Regions from separate parts of the Anser cygnoides genome. Here region 2 is linked to region 1. Evidence: chromatin contacts called from public Hi-C data. All regions are on one chromosome and are shown on one strand. The core of a region is the stretch at or near the end of the contact, and the rest is flanking DNA. Distances in the headings are between cores, read along the strand shown. Region 1 overlaps PXK (PX domain containing serine/threonine kinase like). Region 2 holds the start of PRKAR2A (protein kinase cAMP-dependent type II regulatory subunit alpha).

Region 1 (4,804 bases), core at 1,094-3,593:
ATCAACATACGGTTCTCTAATCTGCTGTGTATGAAATGAATTTGCTCCTTACGCATTTTTACGGAACATGACTATAATGTGCTCTGGTTTGCATTCATTTGCTGAAAGAAAGAAGTAACTTCAGTTGCTTGAGATGGTAAGATTTCGTTTGAGGTAAAAGTTGTGCAGGGTTAGGCTGTGGTTAGGACCTTAATGATTCCTCTTTTCATGCAAGGCCACCTTTTTTCTCAAATGTATTACCGAATGTTTTAAAACCAGTTGTGGATAAACCAATTAGTTCTGGCAAGTTATGTTTTTTTCATTTTTATTTTTTATTTTTGTTCCTCTACAGACTTTAGAAAGCATTGATGTACATTGCTTTGGGCACTTACTGTATGAAATGACATATGGAAGACCCCCAGATACGATTCCAGTAGACAGCTTCCCTCCTGCACCATCCGTGTTTGTTGGTTAGTATACATTCACTCAATGTCAGTCTCAGCCTGGCTACCCTTACCTTTTACTGAAGCTGAAATGTTGTGAAATAGGAGACTAGGATTTTGCAGCCTGTAACCGGAAATTATTATTTAGCAATTTTAAAAAATAGCAAATGTGTTCTTCCTCAAATACATAGCATATAAATATGTTTTTTTAACTGAGTGATAAAACAGTGTGCAGTGATTAGATGTCTGGATCCCCTGGCCTCATGTCTAACATTCTTGAAAAGTTTGTACGTGTAACAATAATACTATAATAAAAAACATGTGTCATAAAGCTTCATCACTGCTTAGTTGATGGAATATGTGGGGGAGCATAACACAGAAGTGCCAGGCTTTCACTATAAATTGTTTGCTATTCTGTAGTGCAAAAATGTGTCCATACTTATTTTTTCTTTGGTAGTGTCTGTGTTGGAATCCATTCTGACCTGTGAAGCTATGAAGAATGGCATGCCAACAGTTGCACGGCTCTTACAGATGCCGTAAGTGTTAACGTACTTGTTCTATGCTCATAGTAATATTTTTAATTATATAAGGAGGAAGAATCTTTTTGCTCGTTCCTTATCTGAAAGATTTGTTCCTCATTCTGAGGGCTGTGTAGTGTATCCCAAGTGAAGGTTTAAAATTGATGGAGTTCATAGTCCCATTGCTTGTGAATATGATAGGTGCTCATTTAAAATTTCTGTCTCTTGGGGTGCTGGAGCTGTTACGAATGCATTTTACTTAGCGTGGCGCTATGGTTTCAAATGGTCTAGCTATTAAGCAGTGCGAGCATGATTAAGAACATGTACAGATCATTTAAAGCATTTGGAATAAAGAATGTTTTTGTGGGACCCTTTCAGATGTACTTCAGTAGATTTGGCTATCAGTTTACTTACGACTTAGCAAAATAAATCTCTAGCTCTGCTTGGCGGCAACATTTAGAATGGGTCAAAGCGTTGTGCGGAAGTTCTGGCTGGTGTCTTGCAAGGCTGGTTTAGGGATTCAGTGAAGCATAAACAGAAAATATCTCCTTCCAGGCTGTCCTCCTAGTGATGTAGTGAAGTAGTAAAGGCAGATACGGAGTGAGATTAGGATGGAGCAAGGGAGCAGTGTCAGTGCATGACTGAGCTGGAGATGATACCTGTCTGCAGTGCCACCCTTCCTGCAGCTAGGAGACAGCATTACCAGGGAAGTTGTCTGCAGTCACTGTGCTGCGACGTGTCGTCAGCGTGCTGAGCACAGAATCACAGTTCCTGGTGGGCTTGCTTTTTGTTAGTATGAGGTGCCAGAATCGTGACCTCATAAATGACAGATTGCCCATATCTAAATCTGGGTCTGATCTCACAGCGTACGGATTGCAGGATGTTTAGAGTATGCTCCAAGAGTCATATTTCCTGGGTTGGGACGGGTCCCTGCAGTCGTGTCCCAACCTTCTATTCCTTCTATTCCTCCATTCCTCTGCTCCTGAAGGAAGCAGGAGGTAGAGAGAAGAATGTATGGAGAAATACTGTAAGAAAACTGAATACAGGAATATCCAAGTGTTAGAAGATGTTGAACAAACAATCTATGCCTGGCTCTATCTGCTATGTAGGATATGTACTACATTCCCTTCATACCCATACTCTTTACAAAAGTGTTTTTCATAATGTGTGATGTGATGAATATAACTTAAATATTTGTTAAGCTATTCCAAATAAACTATGAGTTTACTGAATTTTGCAAGGATATGTAATCAGAAAGGGGCAGAAAATTTATCTGTAAACAAGTGTGAGCTTTTTTTTTCTTTAGCCTTTGTTTTAATTTATTTCTGATTTTTTTTTCATGGACTACTGATCTTACAATCTCGATTCTATATTTAATTTTGTTTTCTCTAGTATAGAACTGTGATAACTTTCCGTAGTGAACATCAACAGAAATCTCTGAAATGCTTATTTGTGAGCCAGACTTGGTGATCTCTTTCTGGGATAGTTTTCTAGTATGTTCTCCAGAACAAAGTACCTTGAAATGGACTAACTAGTTGATTTTCAGACTAACATTGCCCTCTAGTGTCTTTGTTTTGGATGGAAAAGTATTAATCATTTGTGCTCATGCTGATGGAGGCGAGAGTGAAACTGTTAGAATAGTCGCTTTAATTACCTTTGCCAGAGTATGGACAAGAACGCAGATATTTTGAAATGTTAAGTTTGCTCATTGATCTTTTACGTGGTTCTTGTTAATGCTAAAATAACAGTTGTGCTAAGAGTTCACCTGAAAAGATCAATGATTTGTTAGGTGAAATGTAAGTAAGGTCCCTGGCAATCTTCTGTTTTTAAGGAATCAATGTACTTACAAGGAAAAAGCATTTGTTTTGGGATGCTCTTGTCTGCCTTTGATAATTACAGCCATTCTTTCAGCTTACAAAATACTTCCTAGAGTCTTGCTAATTTCTGCTGTCAGTAGTGGCTCTGTTCTGAGGGCTAGATGCTGCTAATTTTAAAGCAAGGCTTGGAAAATAAAAAGCGGTACATAGCCTGTGTGTTGGGGGGGGGGGGGAACAAAACAGTGAGGTAGGGATGAGAACAGAGAAGGAAAAGAGAAGAGAGGGAGTTAGGTGAACAGTACCAGTAGCATTCCCTCTGTTTCTGCCTATCTCTTGGAAATAATGTTCCTTTTTTTTTCCTTTTTTTTTCACCCACTCACAGATTATTCAGTGATGTCCTGCTAACAAACTCTGAGAAACCACAGTTTAAGGTAAAGTTGAATGTTGATTTGCTGATGTTCGTGGAAGCACCAAGTTGTGGGTAGCTATGCATCAATTAACAAACAGGGTAGAGGACAGCTGGCTTTACTTGGCTTTATGGTGATTCCCGTTGGTATTTGGATTCCTTTGCTGAATCATACCCAAGAAAATTATATCAACCCTTAGAAGAGGGCACAGTGTGACCCATGAGTGATTCAAGTGTAGCTCTTGTATTGGAGCTAATTTACATGATTAATCATGGTGTCCTACTTAGCAGCCTTGTTTTGCTCAAATTGCTAAGGGCTGTGGAATCTGATTTTGCTAGGTTAGACCACTGGCACGTTGTAGCCAGCTGCAGTGCTGGGACTTTCAGGGAGCTGCTTCTTGCCCCCATTGGGGAACTGCCCCAGAGCAGGCATGTGCTGCGTGTCTTGTGGTGGTCGGCCTTATGGCATTTTGGGGATGTGACCAGAGTACCAAAACAATTAGCTGTCCCTGGCTTTAGACGGGCAACATGGTCAGATACATGTTGAGTTTTGAGCAGTGAAGTTGTATTTTCGTTTATCATATTTTGTGCTATGATTTCTTTCCCCATTCTGTATTAGGTTCCTACTAAGCTAAAAGAGGCATTGAAAACTTCCAAAGAATGCATAGAAAAAAGATTAACAGAAGAACAGAAATTGGTAACTACTGTATTTCTTTACTGTATTCCCTACAGACATTGTTTCCTCTTATCACATTTAAATGGTGAAAGTGAGCTCTGTGATTTTGAGCAATAAAGGTTTTCATCAACAGATTTGCTTTCCCAAAAATACAGCGTTGAGGAGCTGTAGAACAGCTGATGAATGTATGGCATTATACTGTTTTAAGTGGTACAGCTTCACAGTGACTCCTAAGTTAAAGGATCATTTTAACTTCAGTGTGAGGCTCCATACTCTACCAGCAACAGTAAAGATTAGAGTTAAACATGAAAAAAGAAAACTAAATGTGCAAAGTGACTACAGTGTTTTTTCTTGCATGCCAAGCATGTGCCTTGTCTGAGAATATTTGAGATCTTAACATTGTCTTTTTTTGTTTTCCCTTAATTCTGAAGATTCACCAGCACAGAAGACTGACAAGAGCTCAGTCTCATCATGGTTCTGAAGAAGAAAAAAAGAAAAGGAAGATCTTAGCAAGAAAGGTAATCAGCCTTTAAATAGGTTTCTCACACAGAAAGTTATTGAATGTGTAGCATGAACAACCACAGGTGTGCTGCTGTGTTCTGTTCTGTGCTTTTCTGTACTACTTCCATATTTGAAGTGATAACTCTTCCTAAATGGTAGCTGACTTGTATATTAGTTTAACCCGTTGGAGGTTATTTAATGAAAACAGGCTTAGTTAATACCTAATACACAGATAACAGCCTGTGCTGCTGCTGCTTGCTGCCCAGTGAAGGTCTTGGAGCCTTTTTTGTGCTTCTATAGCACGCTGTGTTTCTGATCCTTTTTAGTGGGTCAGTTTTCTGCATTTCCCTTGCTGTCAGAGGGTACTGAAGTTGTCCTTTTTGCTTGCCTGGAGGTATTTGAGCACATTACTGCCACATGTTGGATGCAGGGAGAGCACTGTTGAGCATTGATAAACCTTGTGT
Region 2 (4,804 bases), core at 841-3,340, 87 kb before region 1:
CTCTGACCATACTTGCCAATGCTTTTTTTTTTTTCTTACATCACTTTTTAAACTTCATTTTTAACTCTTCACCACCAGTAATATCTACAGCACCTAGCTGGCAAAGGAAGGATCTCATCAGAAGTCTTACTTCATTTTGTTTGAGACTAACGAAATAGGGTTGTTTTTTTTTGATCAAAACCATTTCCTCATATCAGTTCTATCAGTAGTTAAAGTATGTGCATTGAACAGTTGAAATGTGCTGCTGTATTGTTTGAGACCACAAGAAAGATGATATGGCAGGAGTGATAAAGTAAAAAGCAGAATTAATTGTTTTTCTAGAAAAGGGACATAGCAACTGTGGCTGCTGTAAAAAACAAAAATAAATTAGGCTTCACACTAAACCTCCAGATAAAATGATGAGATGTGGAAGATCTACCTCCTGTGCTTGTTTTTAATTCATTCGTTCACATACAAGAAGTAATCTTACTGGCATAAAATATGGGAGCCATATTACACAAAACACCTAATAAAGAGGCTGGGTGCTGTTGTAAGAGCCACAAGATTCCCTAATGTCCTTCCTCACCGAAAATAAAGCTAGTAAAAGTACCAGATAGGGTGTTCTCAGTCATGTCCTTCAAGCAACAGTGATGAATAGACTGTCTTTGCATGGGAGTGTAGGAAAACCATCTGGATAAGCGAGGGGACCTTTTGGCACACGAGCAAACAAAACCACAACACAATGAATTGCCTCAGCCAATTCTGGGCTTCTAAGTGAAATTCTTATTTTGAGTACAAGTTGATTTCTGCCCTTTTATTGTTGAAACAAAGGAAGAATTAAACAAAAATATTTACATTGACAACAGGCAGCGGCGTCACCAAGCCAGCATCCCTGTGCCCCTCATGTTTGTGCAGCCTATTTTCTCCCAAGACCAGCTTTCCAACATCAAACCTTAAGGGCCCCATGCCACGGGGCGAGTTGGCTGCCCTTGGGCATCCGCCAAACCTTCCCTGTACACACAAACAGCACGAAGCACGGAGGTTTTGTACGAAGAATACAAGAAAAACCTGAGTAACACATTTAGGAATATACAAGGTGTCTCCAAAGCCCACACGTGTAAGCGATTAATGAGGTGTTTCACTTTTCCAAAACCCTTCGTGCTCTCAGGTGCTCAGTGTTAAGCAGACAAACGTTATTGCCACCATTTCACAGATGATGACATTATGGCTTTTACCCAAAGGTATGAAGTGTTGCTCGTTTATTCTCTTGCGCTCAGCAGCTTTAAGAGTGTTCATTGACTGAATTTTGACCAGGAACCAGGGGGGTCAGAGGGCCTCAGTGTAATCCCAACCAAGGGGAAAAAGCCTCCTTCTCCCGCTCCTCTGTGGCGCTCAGGGGTACTGTGGGTTGGCAGAAAGATGAAGAAAGATGAAATTAGCACGGGGGGTCACTAACCTGAAGAAAGCTGTGAAAAACCTCCTTTCTGCCACACACTTGTGCATGTCCAGGATCCTGGCTGACGAGAAGCGAGAGCGTCCGCCACCTTCCACAGTTTAAGTTTACTCCCTACCACACCATAGCAGTTGCTCTGTCCCCAAATTAATTTGAAAGTCAGATTCACAAGCACCACACGAAAGCATTTCGCATCCCCTTCAGCCCTCGCTGCGGGGCGGAGGAGGGAGGCACAGCCCGGTTCCTCCCCGGCACACCCAGGCAGCCACCAACCACCCCGGGGGCACCCGGATCCCGCTGCGGGGGGCACCTGAGGGGCACCGGGACCGCACACCCCAGCGCCCCGCGGTTCCCCTCCCTCCGCCGAGGCGGGGACCGGCCGGGGGGGAGCCGCTCCCCTCAGCGTCCCGGCGCCTGCGCGCGGCCGCCCGCCTCCATGCTGGCTCGGCGCCCGCTGCAGCGCCTGCGCAGCCCGGGGAGCTGCCGCCGCGGCCCGGCCCCCCCCGTGTGTGTGTGACCGGAGCGGCGGGAGTCAGGCGGCGCCCGCCGAGGGAGGCCCCGAGCCCGCCACCGTCACAACCGGCTGCGGGGCGGCGGCCTTCTCCTCCTCCTCGTCGTCCTCCTCCTCCTCTTCCTCCTCCCCCCGCCGCCGGCACCATGAGCATCGAGATCCCGCCGGGCCTGACCGAGCTGCTGCAGGGTTACACCGTGGAGGTGCTGCGGCACCGGCCGGCCGACCTGGTCGGTTTCGCCGCCGAGTACTTCACCCGCCTGCGGGATGCCCGCGAGCGGGAGGCGGCCGGCGGCGGCCGCAGGGTGGTCAGCTTCGACGGGGAGCCCATGCAGACCGAGTCCAACGGCGAGGAGGAGCCCGACCGCGGCGACGACGACGACGACTCCGACTTCGAGCGTAAGCCCCTCGGGGAGGTGTCCCCGTCCTTCCCCCCCCCGTCCCCCCCGTCCCCTCCCAACGCACCGCCCGGTAACCGGCGCGGCCCTTCCCGGTGAGCGAACCCCGTGCCGGTGCGGTGAGGCGACGGGCGAGCTCTGTCGCGACTGTCGGGTGTCGCTGCCGCTCGGCCGCCGCGGTGAGCGTGCCCTCGGCGGCTGGGGACGGAGCGGGCTCCTCGTTGTGCTTCAGGGCGCTGTCGTGGGGCGCTGGAATAACCTCGCACCTTGCCGGACAGCCGAAATTCCAAGCCGGCCGCCCGCTGCTCCCGGCTGTAGCTCCATCAGGTAGCGGAGGTGCCTCCCCGCGGGCCTTGCCTCGCCTCCCGTGGTACTTCCATTTTCGCTCCCTCCACACGCACTGCGCTCTGCCACGCGCCCTGCGCGCAGTTCGGGCTCTGCCTGAGCCTCGGTGCGAGAAGTTACCTGAGGTGTCGGTGAGCGGTACCTCTTGGCGCCCCCAGGATTTGGGAGCGCGGTTCCTGAACGCTCTCCGAATAGCCTCTCCTTGTTAGAAGGTAACTTAGAGGGGAAGAGGGGATAAGGTGTGCTTTCCCTAAACTTCAAGTGAAGGTCTTATGCCCTCGACCTATAACGCGAACAAAGGTTTCTGTGTTTTATTTATTTATTTTTAATGTCATTGAAGGCAACTTTATTCCACGATCAGCTTAGCTTGTTGTAGGCTTTGAAAGGTCTTCTCCTGGGAAGTGAGTGTAATGTTTTCCTGGAGAATGTTGGCAACTGCAGCTGAAGCAGTCCTCTGGAGTTAAATGTTTTCAGATGGAAATCTGTAAACTTTATGGTGCTAAACAGCTCTCAAATACAGCCTTACGTGGTGAGGCTGTCCAAAGCTGAAAAGTGGTTCCTTTGGTTCAAGTTTCTGCTTGTCATCTTTCTGTCTTAGAGGGAAAACTAACAAAACCGCCCGGTGTCACTTGTGCTGGTCAGAGCCCTGGAGGCAGGTGGCACTGTCAGTGGGTGCTGGCTTGCTCCTTATCTGCGAAAACACGCTGTTCCAACGACCTGGGGAAGGAATAGTCCCGTGTTCTAGTTAACAGCAGGCAAGAGCCTCTCTGTAGGGTCAAGGAAACAATTTCCACAGTGTTTAACAGAGTGTGGGATGATCAACCAAGGCTATGTGTTCTTTCAGACTTCTGTCATAACTGTTGTCATGGAAGACCTTGTTAACTAGAAAATGATGAAGTTGGAGGTTCTGATATCTCTGCCCTCTGTGAACTTTACAGGAAAATACTTCTATATTGTTATGGGAGACCAGATCCTGTGTACTTACAGACTGCTCAGTATTTAAAGGATCATTTCTAAAGATAGATAAAACACACAAACTGAAAAAGTCACAGATAATCCCACTGGACAGGCTCTAATACCATGCATTTTTTCATCCTGGACAACTTAGGAAAGATTCAATTAATTTCATTTTGTTTTCCTGGGCCAACACTATCAGCTTCAAGTTGCAAAGATAGGTCAAATGGATGTTTTAAGAATGCTTCCATGGGCATTTCTAAATATAATGATGAAATTGGTACTTCTGTAAAATACTACGTTAAGAAAATTTAAAGCTAATTTAAATAAGTAACCTAGTTATGTATGTTGGCTGTATGAAAGATGTCTGCACAAGTAATGTGGTTGTCTTCATGTTTCTACTTCCAGCATAATACTAAATCTGAGTATCTCACTAGACTGCGTCTGCATGCTAAGAGTTAGGGAACATTTTGGATAAGTTGTGTTTTTTCATATGTTTTGAGTGCAAGTGGTAATAAAAGAGAAAAATAACTTAAAATCAGAGTAAGCTCTGGGCTGTTGGAGTTAACAGCGTGGCAAATGTCTTCGTGTAGCCATAGTGGTACCAGTGGTCCCCTTTCTGCCATAGTGGCACAACATCAGTGGAGTCAGCGACACTAACTAGACCACAAAAAAGACTTGCATTCTTTTGTGGCGCTTAAGAAATTACTTCCAGGTTTATGTTTATTCTCTGGACCTCCTGGAGTTTCATCTCTGTTCTGTGTCCTTTTTGTGTATATGAGCAAGAAGACATCTGGATGTGGCTGTTCCGCAGAGAGGGGTGTAAGGAACGTGTGGAAAGGTGATGATGACAGTGGAGGGAAAAAAAAAACCTTCAGAAGTCTTTGGCTGTTGGGCTGTGGCAGCGTTGACGCATACGAAGCTTTCCTCAGAGCCTTTGTGTTTGAGTCTGTTCCCAACTCTATCGACCTGTCAATTTTGCAGTTACACGAATCAAAGTGACAACTTCAAAAACCAGGCTGAGAATGTAACCAAGGATGGGTACGTATTCTCACGAAATGTCCTTGACCGTGACACTTCCCGTTGTAACAGGCAAGCTCTGAATGGATGCCTTAAGGCCCTGAAATGAAAGCCACAGAAATGGCTTTCCATTTGTGAGGGACA

Evidence for each region. A called contact is a pair of places that touch in the nucleus more often than the background predicts.
Region 2: a Hi-C map of liver shows a contact between it and region 1, with 1.6 times the contacts expected there. The contact joins the promoter of PRKAR2A here to the enhancer-like site in region 1. A contact is called at or near these places in 2 of 7 Hi-C or Micro-C datasets (granulosa cells and liver).

The regions. Positions count from the first base shown.
Region 1 is chr10:11,593,265-11,598,068 of Taihu_goose_T2T_genome, reverse strand. It overlaps PXK (PX domain containing serine/threonine kinase like), which reads left to right. Exons shown (of 18, transcript XM_048072246.2): 11 at 332-449; 12 at 880-958; 13 at 3,140-3,188; 14 at 3,783-3,860; 15 at 4,271-4,357. Among named protein-coding and RNA genes, the nearest start is that of PDHB, 17 kb to the right of the region's middle. Within about 2 kb of position 2,343, at least 1 of the 3 cell types and tissues checked has open chromatin away from gene starts, as enhancers often do. A contact at or near this core is called in liver, where this site is marked.
Region 2 is chr10:11,680,242-11,685,045 of Taihu_goose_T2T_genome, reverse strand. PRKAR2A (protein kinase cAMP-dependent type II regulatory subunit alpha) reads left to right here and starts at 2,090. Exons shown (of 11, transcript XM_048072299.2): 1 at 2,090-2,342. The coding sequence starts at 2,090. LOC136791612 (a long non-coding RNA gene) reads right to left here and starts at 1,901. Exons shown (of 3, transcript XR_010833938.1): 1 at 1,436-1,901.